3 separate regions of the Mus musculus genome follow, and regions 2 and 3 are each linked to region 1. A link is a contact called in public ChIA-PET data. All regions are on one chromosome and are shown on one strand. Each heading gives the region's core, a stretch centred on a gene start, on an enhancer-like site or on the middle of the called end of the contact. The rest is flanking DNA. Distances are from core to core; before and after follow the strand shown. Region 1 overlaps Ift80 (intraflagellar transport 80). Region 2 has its middle 41 kb from the start of Gm1647. Region 3 has its middle 16 kb from the start of Arl14.

The links. ChIA-PET counts read pairs in DNA pulled down with a chosen protein or histone mark.
Region 2: an RNA polymerase II ChIA-PET map of memory CD8 T cells shows a contact between it and region 1, with 66 read pairs. The contact joins two enhancer-like sites. A contact is called at or near these places in 1 of 484 Hi-C or Micro-C datasets (CD4 T cells), 1 of 115 datasets of contacts at active chromatin or transcription factors (memory CD8 T cells) and 1 of 9 other capture datasets (adipose tissue).
Region 3: an RNA polymerase II ChIA-PET map of memory CD8 T cells shows a contact between it and region 1, with 106 read pairs. The contact joins two enhancer-like sites. A contact is called at or near these places in 2 of 115 datasets of contacts at active chromatin or transcription factors (memory CD8 T cells and thymic regulatory T cells).

Annotation. Positions count from the first base shown.
Region 1 is chr3:68,972,189-68,976,879 of GRCm38.p6, reverse strand. The region is part of intron 5 of Ift80 (intraflagellar transport 80); the gene reads left to right. Among named protein-coding and RNA genes, the nearest start is that of Ift80, 30 kb to the left of the region's middle. Within about 2 kb of position 2,364, at least 37 of the 459 cell types and tissues checked have an H3K27ac peak or open chromatin away from gene starts, as enhancers often do. A contact at or near this core is called in memory CD8 T cells and thymic regulatory T cells, where this site is marked.
Region 2 is chr3:69,170,002-69,174,473 of GRCm38.p6, reverse strand. No RefSeq gene overlaps it. Among named protein-coding and RNA genes, the nearest start is that of Gm1647, 41 kb to the right of the region's middle. Within about 2 kb of position 3,088, at least 51 of the 459 cell types and tissues checked have an H3K27ac peak or open chromatin away from gene starts, as enhancers often do. A contact at or near this core is called in memory CD8 T cells, where this site is marked.
Region 3 is chr3:69,204,304-69,208,853 of GRCm38.p6, reverse strand. No RefSeq gene overlaps it. Among named protein-coding and RNA genes, the nearest start is that of Arl14, 16 kb to the left of the region's middle. Within about 2 kb of position 3,008, at least 126 of the 459 cell types and tissues checked have an H3K27ac peak or open chromatin away from gene starts, as enhancers often do. A contact at or near this core is called in memory CD8 T cells and thymic regulatory T cells, where this site is marked.

The DNA of each region.
Region 1 (4,691 bases), core at 1,115-3,614:
ATTTTGCCTGATGTCATTTGTCTTCAGCGGTATATTCCGGAATGGCTGGGAGCACAGGGTGCAGCAAAGCTACCAGGTTGTCAGCAGTAGAAGTTTGGGCTTTATCAGCTAGCCTGTTCCCTCAGGCTATTTCTCGTCCCTTTCTGATGCCCAGAGCAATGAATTATTTGAGAGGAAGCCATAATGTCTCCAATAAAGCAAGTATTCCTTCTTTATTTTTGATGTTTTTTTCCCTTTGCAGTCAATTATCCCCTCTCTTGGTATACGGATCCATGTAATGTACGTGAGCCATAGCAAAGGCATATCTACTGTAGCTATGGCTCCCTTTGTCAGTTTTAAAGCCTGAGTTAGAGCCGTTAGTTCTGTTTTCTGGGCTGAAGTTTCTGGTGGCAAAGCAATTGCCCAAATAACAGAGTCCAAGTCCATTACCTCCACCCCTGCACACCCGATTCCATCTGGGTAAAGCTGCTCCCATCTGTGAAGTAGATACGTTCCACATCTGGCCAGGGTATGTCAGTTAAGTCTGGCCTGGTATTCTGGGTGTGCCTCAGAACTGTGGAGCAACCATGCTGACTGCCTTGCCCTGTAACAAAAGAAAACAACGCACCAGAAACCCTGAGTGGGACAGGAGGAGGAAGTGATTATCCGTGAGGAACGTGCTCTAGTTCGTTGTGAGAGAAGAGGAAACAGGAGGAGATTGGGACTTGTAGAGGGTGGCCAGTGAGGCTGTTTCTGAAAGGTCCTTTGTTAATGAGGGTAGGATTTAAGAGAAGCACTGAGGCGGCCATTGGGGGAGGCGTGGGGCATAGTTCTAGGAGGGGCTGAGCAGGGTGGCTTCCCTGTAAGAGATAGAGGGTGGGTACCCTGTAAGAGATAGAGGGTGGCTACCCTGTAAGAGATAGAGGGCCAGAGGAATAAGAGATTCTGGTGGAGCAATATAGAGTTTGAGTTTTTAGGTATCTTTGGGGGAAATGGAAATGTGTTGAAGATCAGAAATAAAGGCTAAAATTTAACTTGGGAGTGGTTACATAGGTAAAGATGAAGTCATATGGAAGTGGGGAGGTAGAACCTGAGGAAACAAATGCTGTTATTTAAGTTTTTGTTTTGTTTTTTATCTTGACCCAGTGACACATATAAGTGAGTTGCTTTGCTGGAATGAGGCCCACTTGATTATCTGTCTTTTGCAAGTAGAGTGAAAGCAAAATGTGGTTTGTTTTTAATTTAATTTAGGTTTTTTTTTTTAAATTTACTCACTTTACATTCTGCTTACTGCCCCCTCCTGGTCACCCCTCACACATTTCTTGCCCCCTTCCCTTCTCTGAGCTGGGGCGGGGTGGGGGTGGGGGGCTAGGTATCCCCCCATCCTGGCATTTTAAGTCTCTGTGAGGCTCAGCACTTCCTTTCCCACTGAGGCCAGACAAGGCAGCCCATCTAGAAGAACATATCCCACATACAGGCAACAGCTTTTGGCATAGCAAACCCCCTCCCCCCACCTGGTTCCAGTTGTTTGAGACCCCCATAAAAACCAAGTTGCACATCCAGATGAGTGGAAATGTGATTGTTTTGACAGGATCTTGCAGAGTGACCCGCTTGTCTGAAGGCCGTGCGTGCTGGGATTACAGGTGTAGGCCACTGTTGCTTAGCTGGCAAATTAGTTCTTGAGTGCTTTCTACTATGAACAGCAAAGAAGCGAATGTTGACAGTTTACAAAGCCTTTGCTAGTGCACTGGTAAACAGGGACTGTTCAGTTAGTGCTAGGCTCCATTTTACGTATTTCCATCCACTCTGTAAATCCATATTAAAATCTAGGCAAAGACAGCCACTGTATCACATTAGCGAGTATTTTGTTTCTAATACATCTTTTAGTAACAGAAAAACAACACTTTTAGGGGATACTGTTATGGTATGAATGTGAAAAACATGGTACGTTTGACCAGGTACTTCCTTAAAACAATGGAAATACATTTTCTCAACTCCTCTGTGGTTTAAAATGCTTTCAAGGGTTGAAAGAATTTAGATAATTTGTTTTACAGAGAGATAAGGGTCTGACATTTAACACAACCCAGGTGCATGTGGTTTCTTAAAAAATGTCAAAAAGATCACATGACTTTAGTGTACTAAGTCAGAAAAACAAGCTCGTGAATGTTTTAACTGAAATGGAGCATAAAAATTTCCTTAACAAAAAGCCAGAATTTATTACAAAATGATTATGTATTTCTATTTTTGTTAATGATAAAATTAATAACATCTTGTTACATACTTTACTAAATTCTTATTTTAAAATAACTCCATCTGCAGCCTAACTGTATTCTTGTTCTACTCTGCAAACTGAAATACAGCATGGATAGTGCTTTACTTGTTTGTTTTGTGACAGCGTCTTGATAGAGAGCCCTGGCTGGCCTTGAACTTGGAACAGACCCTTGCTACACTCTTAAGTGTTTAGCTCACACACAGGCACTACCACACCTGGCTAACTCATGCTTTAATATGTATGTTTTTAACAGTGGTTTAATATTATGAATTTGTCTCAAATGCTAGTAAGAGAGACTTATCATGAATCATTTTCTCTGTAAAGCTGTTCATCTGCCTTAATAAATGCTGTCTATCCAAAGCACCCACACCTTAGCTAATGTCTGCTTGAAGGAATGTGGCTTAAAGGCTTGTTTGTAACAAAGAAACTACATGTTTCACTTTCTTTTTTTTTTTTTAAAGATTTGTTTATTTATTCATTTTTTTTATATGAGTACACTGTAGTTGTCTTCAGACACACACCGGAAGAGTGCATCGGACCCCATTGCTGATGATGGTTGTGAGCCACCATGTGGTTGCTGGGATTTGAACTCAGGACCTCTGGAAGAGCAGTCAGTGCTCTTAACCACTGAGCCATCTCTCCAGCCCCCATGTTTCACTTTCTCAGCTTGCTTTGTTTTATTCTCTAAATCACCTTTCTGAAACACTATTACTATTTAAAAAACTGTACAGGCAGGAAATAAATTGTCTCCCTGTCCTCACATGGTGGGTGAGTATTCGGAAGGGAGGTCTGTAAACAAGGAAATGGTGATACAGCCACCTTAAGAGGCCCTCAGCTCAAAAGCCAAGGGAGGAGGAGGGTGAACACATCCCAGGTCCACATCCTACAGCACAGCTAAAGGCCCAGAGTCACATCCTGTGCAACTCAATGGGAGCTGGCACTACAGAATTATTTCTGTCTACAACTCAGCAAAGTATACTCTTACTGACAGTTGTGAGTGTATGATAATTTATAAATTAAAATATATTAATTTCCCCTTTGCACAAAATATAAGTATAATAATGGAAATTAGAAAGCACATACTAGTTTTCTATAATCCTAACTACATTCTTTGTTTTAATTTAAATGTTTTGAGAATTTTATACATGAGTATAGTACATTTGCTTCATTTCTTCCCTGATCATCTACCCTCCCCTACTCCTCCCACACCCCCTCCTTTGAAGTCATGACCTGTTCTGTAATTATTCTTAGTTTTGTTTTTTACGTTTTGTTTCTAACAGTGTCTCACTGTACACCATTGGCTGATATCAAACTCAATATGTAGATCCAGCTGGCCTTGAACTCACAGAGATCTGCCTGCCTGTAACTTCAGAGTCCTGGTAATAAAGGCATATATCGCCTTCATGTGTGATGTTGTTGTTGCTGTGTGTATACAAAATGTACTGTTGTGTTTGTACACAGCCTACTGAGTTCCTTTAGGATTGCTTATATGCCAATCACTCCAGACTGCATAACTATCAGAGGCTCCTTTCTGCAGAAAATGTATTTTTCCTCTCAACAGCCATTGCCCGTCTTGTAGCTCTTCATTTAGGGGTAGGATGTGATGAAATTTTTCCTCATCCACATTGGCATGTGGACTGGTTGGTATACAGGTGTAGACTACCATACTGTTTAGACTTCATGGCTGCAGTCATGTCTAGAAGACAGTATTGTCCATTAGGTGTCCTGATCCTCTGGCCCTTACCGTCTTCCTATCTCCTCTTCTCTAATTTTGTCTTGGCTTTTGTCCTTTTTTTTTTTTTAATTTTTTATTATATATTTTCTTTATTTACATTTTAGATGTTATCCCCTTTCCTGGTTTCTCCTCTGACAACCCCCTATCCCCATCCCCTCCCCCTGCTTCTTTAAGGGTGTTCCCCCACTCACTCACCTACTCCTGCTTCTCCAGCTTGGCATTCCCCTACACTGGGGCATCGAGCCTTCACAGGACCAAGGGCCTCTCCTCCCATTGATGCCAGACAAGGCCATCCTCTGCTACATATGCGGCTGGAGCCATGGGTCCCTTCATGTGTACTCTTTGGTTGGTGGTTTAGTCCCTCTCTGGGAGCTCTGGGGGGTACTAGTTGTTGATATTGTTGTTCTTCCTATGGAGTTGCAAACCCCTTCAGCTCCTTCAGTCCTTTCTCTAACCCCTCCATTGGGGACCCTGTGCTCAGTCCAATGGATGGCTGTGAGTATCCACCTCTTTATTTGTCAGGCACTGGCAGAGCCTCTCAGGAGACAGCTATCTCAGGCTCCTGTCAGCAAGCACTTCTTGGCATCCACAATAGTGTCTGGGTTTGGTGTCTGTATATGGGCTGGGTCAATCTCTGGATGGCCTTTCCTTCAGTCTCTGCTCCACACTTTGTCCCTGTATCTCCTTCCATGGCCGTTGTCTTAG
Region 2 (4,472 bases), core at 1,839-4,338, 200 kb before region 1:
ACTGTAGTTCCAGGTGGGTGCTAGGTAGGAATTGAACCAGTGCTCTTAGTTGCTAAGCCATCTCTACCGCCTCCAATAAAATATTTTTTAATTTAGATTTTTATTGCATTTTGTTTAGTATGTGGGGTTTTTTTTTTTTTTTGGTTAGTGCATGTATGCGTGTATGTGTGTGTGTGTATGTGTGTGTGTGTGTGTGTGTGTGTGTGTGTGTGTGTGTGTGTGTGTGTGTGTTTATGAAAGGAAGTCAGAGAGAAATGTGCTGGAGTCAATAAATAATAATGTGCTAACTTGGATTCCTTCAGTTGTGTATCTAGGAGAGGTGCAGCTGGGCAGTATGGTAATTCTAATTTTAGCTTTTCAAAGGACCACTGTAATAATTCCCACTTAGGTGACACTAATCAGATTCCTGCTTGCAGTGCACACGGGCCTTTCTTACCCGCCCGCCGCCCCAGCCTCAGTGTGGCTTTGATCACCACTGAAGGAACGATGGGGTTCTTAGGAAACATTCTGTTTTCAGGTGGATTTCCATTTCCATTATTAAAGTTGCACTCATCCTCCAAACGTTCCAGTTTGTCCAGGAGTAACTGTTTCCTTAAAATCATACAAAATAATTCTCAAATTTGAACTCTGAAAGTGTGCAAGTGTTTGACTTCACTTTGCGCTTTGCTTTGTTTTAGACAGTATCACATGTTGTAGCTTAGGCCTGGAGCTCACTCATAGCTGTCTGCATGCACTGGCTTCTCCAAACCTGAGATTAAAGTGTGACCCACCATAGTTGGCTTTAGTAAGATTCAGTAAGACATCTCCTTGGCCATGGGATTATTTCTTGACTGTGCTATACCAAATCTGCTGCTAGCTTCCTCTATGGGGTGGCCCCATGCTCCACACCCTCGGCTTTGCATATGACACTATCTCTGTCCTTCCAGAATGTGGCTTTTAATGAGATTTATATCCCGCTCTTCACAGGAAAACTTAGCTGCAGACTGACTGCAAAGTGAACCTATGGCCCTTAGGATCAATGCATATGGAAACTTGACAGTTATTGCCAAAATGCTTCTCCCGGGGTCCACCTGATGCTCCCTGAAGGACAGAAAGTATCTGTTTTCCCGAAGCCTCACAGACACAACAGAAAGTTCTTTCTGCCCTAAATTTTTAAAACACTTTTGAGATTTACTTAATTTTATGTGCATGAGTGTTTTGCCTGCATGTATGCATGTGCACCACATGGTGCCTATGGAGGTCAGGGCATCCAAGAAGGTGTTGGGTCCTCTGGAGCTAGACTTACAGGTGGTTGTGAGCCACCACGGGGGCACTTGAAACTGAACCCGGGTCCTTTGCAAGAACAAGTACTCTTGTCTTCCCTCTCTCCAGCCCCTACTCTGGATATTTGTAGGTCTTTATGAGAGCTGTCATCGGGAGTTTAAGCATCTCTCTGGATCACCTTTCTTGCCATGCAGCCTTTTGCTTCAATGTGGTGTGAGAAGTTGAACTGAGAGCTAACTTTGAAACCCGTTCTCACAGGCCTGAAAGTCAAGTAATGTGCAGCTTACCTGTGATAGTCTGGTGAGCTCTCTTCTCTTAAGTTTATTTTCCACTTCTGGGGGTTAAACTGTGGGTCTTCTGCCTGCTATATTCTTTCTCTCTTTGAAGACTAGTCAAGTTTTCAAATCAGAAGGAACAGAAAGTGTTAATTGATTCTCTCCATTTTTTTTGTACAATGTATAAAAGTGTACAATGGAACTTAAAGTGTTGTGGTAGTTGCTTCCATAGTTTAAGACATTTTCTCCCCATTTGCAGAAAAAAAAAGTTCATTTTCTAGGAATCAATAAATGCAGCACCATGGAACTCTTCATTTCTAATACAACTGATCCTTGAAAGTTAGCCATCTAACCTTCATATGCCCTGGAAATCTGTTTGCTGAGGGCTACTTCCATTCGAGTACTACTTTGAATGTCCACATTAACTAGACACTTTTAGTTATCAGGCTGAGTAGAGCGCCAAGGTCTTTCCAGAATTCATTGAAAATTCTCCTCCTTATGTTTTTCATAAAGGAAATGGGGGACATCTGTACTTTGTCATTTACATGTTTATTAAGGAAGACCAAGTTATTTCGGCCTTGTGCCCTGATGCCTGGAGCTCATTGCAACAACAGAGTACCTTTTATACTTACAATAGTAAGTGAAGATATACGTTAGTCCAGAATTATCTGAGTTAATAAATTTACAGTGTTGGGGCCTGAGGGATGCTGCATGGTTTCTAATGCAAACTGCTCTTGCAGAGGACCTGAGTTTGGTTTCTAGCACCCATGTCAAGTGGCCCACAACATGTAACTCCAGCGCCAGGGAGGTCCAACATATCTGACCTCCTTCCACAAAGATACACACATAATTTAAAAATAACAAAACAGATCTTAAAACTTATAGTGTTAAATTACCACCTGTCAGAATTTAAACAAATCAATGCTTTTTTTTATAAATTAAAAGAGATATCTTATACCTTTAGACTGGCAAGAAGATGTCACATTCAAGGCTAGCCTGGGCCACATAGAGAGACCCTATCTCAGAAAACAAAACCAACTAAAGTCCCTGTTGGGGGCTGAAGGTTAGGGCCATGGCTCAGTGGATAAGACTCCTTGCTGCACAAACATAGAGATCTGAGTTCAGATCCCACAACCAGGCAAAAACTGGACAAGGTTCCGAGTCCCCAGAGCTATGGGCGTGGAGATAGGAAGATTGCTGGCGCTTGGTGACAGTCAGGCTGTCTCCAAGGTCAGTGAGAGACACTGTTACAAGACAGAGACCCTGATCAATAAGGCAGAATCCCCAGTCCTATGTGTATGTGTGTCTATCTTCACCATTCTCTCTGTCTCTGTCTCTTTCTCTGTCTCTGTGTATTTCTCTCTCACCCCAACTCTCTCCCCTCTGTGTGTACGTATGTGTGTAAAATATATTGCTTATTTTCCACAAGATTTATTGTACATCTTCTTTTAAATAAATAAAAAGAAAAGAATTCTATGAAGATGGTAATGAAATGTCTCAAATGAGCAGAGAAGACAGAGAGCAAAGAGGAAGTGATGAGATCAGAGGCTGGGGTGAGGGGGAAACTGCGGGTGTGCAAGTTCACAGCAGCAGAGCTGGCACAGCAAGCTCAGAAAGCCAGCGGGAAGCAGGCAGCCAGCTCCACTCTTTCCCTGGCAATCTTCCTGATAGTCCGGTCCAGTTGGTGCTGAGCTCAGGAACCCAGAGAGACCCAGTTTGGTGTTTGAGGGGAGTCACTGAAATCTGAAAATGCAGCGTTGACTACCTCTCTCTAAAGCAAGTGATGCAGCTATCTGGGTCCAGTGTGGCCAGTGGGGAGTAGAGAGAAGCAGAGCCACTCAGGGCAAATCTATTTCCCTGCCCTTCCAGAAGCTCACTACAGTGCTGTCGGATTTTCTCAAATGAAACATGTTTAGAAACATACACACTGTGGTGCCCATTTCCCTTCACGCATGGTGGGACCGATTCACATTCAAAAGCTACCTGGAAAAATTTGCTCCGGTTGTTAGTACCAATTTTAATAATTCCTGCAGTTTAAGTGACCCCAAACAGTACTCTAGAGGCAAACATTAAATAAGAACTGAAAACACAGTTTACATCGCCTTCCGTGTTAGAAGCTCGTAATTAGACAATGTTTAATTGAGATGTCCCTCAGGTTGGTTGGTCTTAAACTCTATATGTAGTTGAAAATGATCTTGAATTCCTGATCCTTCTGCCTCCATTTCCAGGGTGAGCCAGCACACCTAGTTTTATGAGGTGTTGGGGATCGAACCTAGTGCTCTGAGCACGCAAGGCAAGTGTTCCACTGACCTTCATTCTTAGCCTAGTATTTAAAGTTTTAAAAACCTTGGCAGCTTCTGTTGTTCTACTGATCCAATGATGCACACAGCATAGGTCTTCTCTCTCTCTCATGAATGAGAAGTTATAAAGATCTGAGTAATTAACTTGATGGTCAAAGAGCAGACAGCTAGCTAAGCCAAGCTGATGTCAGCTCATGGCTCTGTTATTGCCTTCCACTTTTTCCCCACGTTGGCCTTTGGGAATCTCAACTTGCCAGTCATCCAGCATCGTTTTATAGGAGCAATGCTCCAAGTTTGCCTGGAGTGAAGGAAGATTTTGAAACCTCAAAGGAGTGGACTGTGCCTCTCCCAGGAGCAGGAAGTCCACTCTTACAGCTCTGCCTGTCTTCATCAGATGCTGTGAAGCAATGGGAATGCTCTCTCTCTCTCTCTAACTTTTTTTTTTGTTGGTTCCTTGTGAATTCCACATCATGCACTCCAACCCCACTCATCTCCCCCTCCCTCGTATCCGCCCTCTACCCCTGCTACCTCCCCCCTCTAGCAAAGAAGATAATCTCATTGTAGAAGCTATAGTGTGTCACAGTGGGTCCCACCGTACACCCTTTAGTCCACACTTCTTTGCTTGCACATGTTC
Region 3 (4,550 bases), core at 1,759-4,258, 230 kb before region 1:
GCCTCCAAGAGCACTCACAGACTTGGAGACATAGGCATACACAGACAGATCCAGAACTTTCAGAGTTCTGATCAAACACTGAAAATAAACGAGAGTAGCAGATTCACTGAGAGGAAGCACAAGATGTTTCCGGCTTAGTAAGTCCAGCACAGACTTCACACTCGGTCCTGGTTTCTGGTCACAGCTGTATCCTTTCCTTTATGCATGAGTCTGCACAAGTTACTTAATCTGCCTGGCCCTGAGGGTTATAATTAGGAATACGTGAGACGTGAAGCAGCCTAGTGTATGTCATGTCAGTAAGTAGTCAGAGGGAGAGCAGATAGGCTCATATTTTCTGCAAAGATGAGATTTATTGGCACAGGCTGGTTTGAGAGTCTAAAGTTATCTCAGTTGGACAGGGCAGAGGATTTATTCTGAATCCGGGTTTCAGGGTATCTCAGTCTATGAAGGTGAGGAAGGAAGGCTTACTCTGTGTCAGCAGGGCTATGATGCAGCCTATAATCCCTCCTCCTTGTAGTTGAGGCCAATTTCTCCCTTTTAATTTTTGTCTTTTGATTTTAGAGACAGGGTTTCACTGTGGAGCCCTGACTGTTTTTGCAGCTCACTCTGTAAACCAGGCTGGCCTTGAGCTCACAGAGATCCACGTGCCTCTGCCTCCATAGTGTTGGAACTAAAGGCGTGCGCCACCAGCTTTTTTCTCTCTTCTTATCTTTAATACTCAGTCGTGATGTAAGAAAACGAGTGATTAAGCAGCTCCAGTATTGAAAACCTAATCCCAACCATAAATCCAACAGAATGTGGTATCCCCAACCCCTCTCTCTCCAGGGTCTCCCCGTGTAGTCTTGGCTATCCTGGAACTCACGACTGCTGGCCTTGAACTCACAGAGATCTGTACGCCTCTGCTTCCCAAGTGCTGGGATTAAAGGGTGCAACAGTTAGGCTCAGTATCAGAATGTACCTGTCGTCTAGAGCTCTCTCACTACTGCTCACTCTGGCTTTTCCATGCTTTATCTGTATGTCAAAACTTTTATTTCTCAGTAAAACACATAATCAAGCTTATTATAAAAAATGTTTACATTAAACCCACTATAAAGTTTAAACAGCCTTGTTTATTTTGTTGGAATAGAGTCTTACATAGTCTCAAATTCACTATGTAGTCAACCATGACCTTGAATTCAGGGTCCTCCTTCCTCCAGCTCCAGTAGATTGAGATTACATCACAGCCCACCTGGTTGAAAGGGCAAACATTTAGAAGGAAGATCTAAAGTTCATGAAAAGTTTGTATCATAGGACTGTCTCTCTATTCTATTGTTGACATTTTTATCTTTTTAGTTCCAAGGGTTGACAGAAATCACTATGTGTTCAGAAAATACCTTTGTGTCAGAAATTAGACAAATATTTATTAATTGCCATGAGCCAGGACCTAGAAGGATGGTGTTCACCGTGCCTAAGAAAGTCTCATGGAGGATCCGTGACTCAGTCTCGGGCTGAGGAGAGCTTTTCTGGAGGCTGTTTCAATGCTAAGTTTAAGGCCAGCAAATTTTGCAGAGGAAAGGCACAGAGAAATTCAACACTTCTGTGATTATTTGGACCTTTGTGTCAGCTTCTTGGAGCCCACAGCTCTCCTGACCAGGAGAACACTTCTCCTGTGAAGTAGTGCCTCCTTGGGGATTTGAACAAAAAGGACCCTGAGGGGGTCTCGACACCTGCTGTTCCTGCTGGACTCTCAACTCTGGGTGGAGGGTGTCCTCTGCTCCCTGGATTATTTGCAGAAATCAGAATGGTGGCCCAGCCACGAGTCTCCTCAGCCTCCTTGGACTGTTAGCTCATTGCACGTCCTCATATTCTTACCAATGACTGCTTTCTTGCTCACCTACAAATGGTCTCTAGAATCCTACCCTCTGGATACCTAGTGACTAGGTGCCGACTCCAACACAGCCTACTCAAACATCAGATGTGATTTTCACAAAGGAGAGGAAAAAGATTCATCTGCCAGCTGTAAGCCAGAGCATCAAACAAACACAAATTCTAAAGATTTATTTTACTTTTAATGGTGTGTGTGTGTGTGTGTGCGCGCGCACGTGTGCATGCGTGCACATGCCCATGTACGTGCCCATGACTTTGTGAGGGCATGTGCCCATGAATGCAGAAGACAGAGCTATCTGATCCCTGCAGCTGGAGTTACAGATGGTTTGGCTGAGAACCAAACCTGAAAACGTAGTGCTTGCTTTATCTGCTGAGCTCTCCCTCCAGGCCCATATAAACAATATTTAATATTAAAATGCCACTAATATACTATTTCCATCAAATGTAATAATACCCACTGAGCCCAAAAGTGTAAGGGACTCACCAAAAAGTCCTGTATCAAGTGGACTATAAAAAAAATTACAGACGTCATATCCATTTAGAAAACCTAGAGATTGGGTGACAGGCTTGCATTGCAGCCAGCCACACCCATCAGTATAGAAAGTAGCTTTCGTCTTAGCCAATGATAACAGAGAAAGATGCTCATTCAAAGTAGCGATAATAACTGTAAATCATCTAGACATTTTCTCACTAACACATGCAGAGAATCTGTATGAAGAAAATATCACAACTTTATAGCTGTTCACAAAAATAACTGAATAGAAACCATGCCTCACTAATTTATGAGTTAAATTCAGTCCTAATAAGAAAATAATTGCTTGCAAATATTTATAGAGCATTTAATCATACATGTTACCAAGCTCTGGATATGCGGGGAGGAATGTCTCTCAAGGGCAAGCAGGAAGCAGGAGAGGAAATAGACAAACTTATCATATCTGATCATCAACGGTGCTGTGGGGTTGACAGTGCTGATGGTTGACTAAAAATAGTAAGCAGGAGATGTAACACTCCTGTGACTAGGCTGATGGGTGTCAGCCTCACAGAGGAGGTGGCACGAAAAGTGGCTTATGACAGACAACAGAAGTGAGATCAGAGCTCTAATGCCGCATTGGTCAGAGAGAGCTAGGAGACGGAAGCCCTGGGCTGCAGTTGGAACCTTGTCAACAAGGGGAATTCTGGGGAACATGAGACAGCAGTTTTTAAAAAGGTCAGGAGTTGTACAGAAATTGTAGGTCACAGGGAGGGGCTTGGAGTTTATTCTAGATTCTTCTTGGAAGGCACTGGACAGTGGTGAGCAGGGAAACCCCTTGTGAGGACTATCCTGGCTGCTGTGTAGCAAGCCAGCAGTGGGGCTAGGCAATGTGGAGGCAGGGGTCTGGGCTGATGACTCTCAAAGCTGTCTTCCTTGGAGATGATGCCATACCAGACTAGAGGAGCAGGGACAGGAAGTGGAATCTGATCAGACTCAAGGCTCAAGGTGTAAATTAGGAGGACTCCAGAGGGGGAGGGGGACTTGCTGGATAGGGGTGAAAGATGGAGGCTTCAGATAGCCCTTGAGTTTCGATTTTATCTAAACAACAGGGAAATGATGTCGTCATTTACTGAGAGAATGGGGGAGGAGGCTTTAAGAAGAGTAACCAGGGCTAAAACGCTAGGTCTGTATAAAACCTGCACAAGCAGACAGAAGAGACAGTAAACAGAGAGAAACAAATGCAACCATGGAAAATATGCAGTGTGTTTTTTTTAAATCAAGCCAAATAGGAAGTATACCTGCCTTTTATTAAATATTTGGCAAGTAAAACACATGCAACACAGACACAACTTTTCATGAAAATATTTTCAGAAAGTTCAGAGAAACAATTATATAGACATAGATTCAGACACAAACTATATATGCCACTATGGTGATGTGTTCTTAAAGATTTTTTTGTCTCCAACTTTCCTTTGAAGGAAATGTTGAAGGTAATGGCTGCACAGCAGGCAAGGGAGTCTGGGAGTTTGATGCTGCGGCAGATGACATCTCTAGCTGGCCTCCCCACCCTTTAGTTTCTTCATATGAGGAATACCAACCCTGGTGTGTGTGCCCACTTTAACAGTGTTGGTCTCTATTACTTGAAACCAAATAGAATTCTTTTTCTTTTTTTTTTTAAGATTATTTTTGAGTGTGTGTGTGTGTGTGTGTGTGTTTCTTGAGTGTAGTGGTACCCTCAGAGGCCAGAAGAGTGTATTAGATTCCTAGGAGCTCAAGTTATAGGTGGCTGTGAGCTGCCCAATATGGGTGCCAGGAACCTCACTCAAGTCCTCTGAGAGAGGAGCATGCACTTTTAAGGTCTGAGCTGTCTCTCCTGGCTCATGTATTCCAGGTTGGGGTGGAACTTCCTATATAGCTGAAAATGAGCTCAAACATTTGATTTCTCTGCCTCCGTCAATTCAGCGGGAGGGCTGAAGGCACACGACACCACACCCAGTTTATGCTGTCCTTGAAATCAAACTCAGGACTTTGTGCATACGGTAGACACTCTGCCATCTGAGCTATATCTGGCCCACCACATAGAATCCTTAACAAAACAGGAAACTTCTCAGTGTCTAGTGTTAGCAAACTTCTACCATATATTTGGGAACCAGGCACACCATGGGGTGAGGTGGGGAACGGGAGGAACAGCAGATCTAAACCTAAGAAAGCT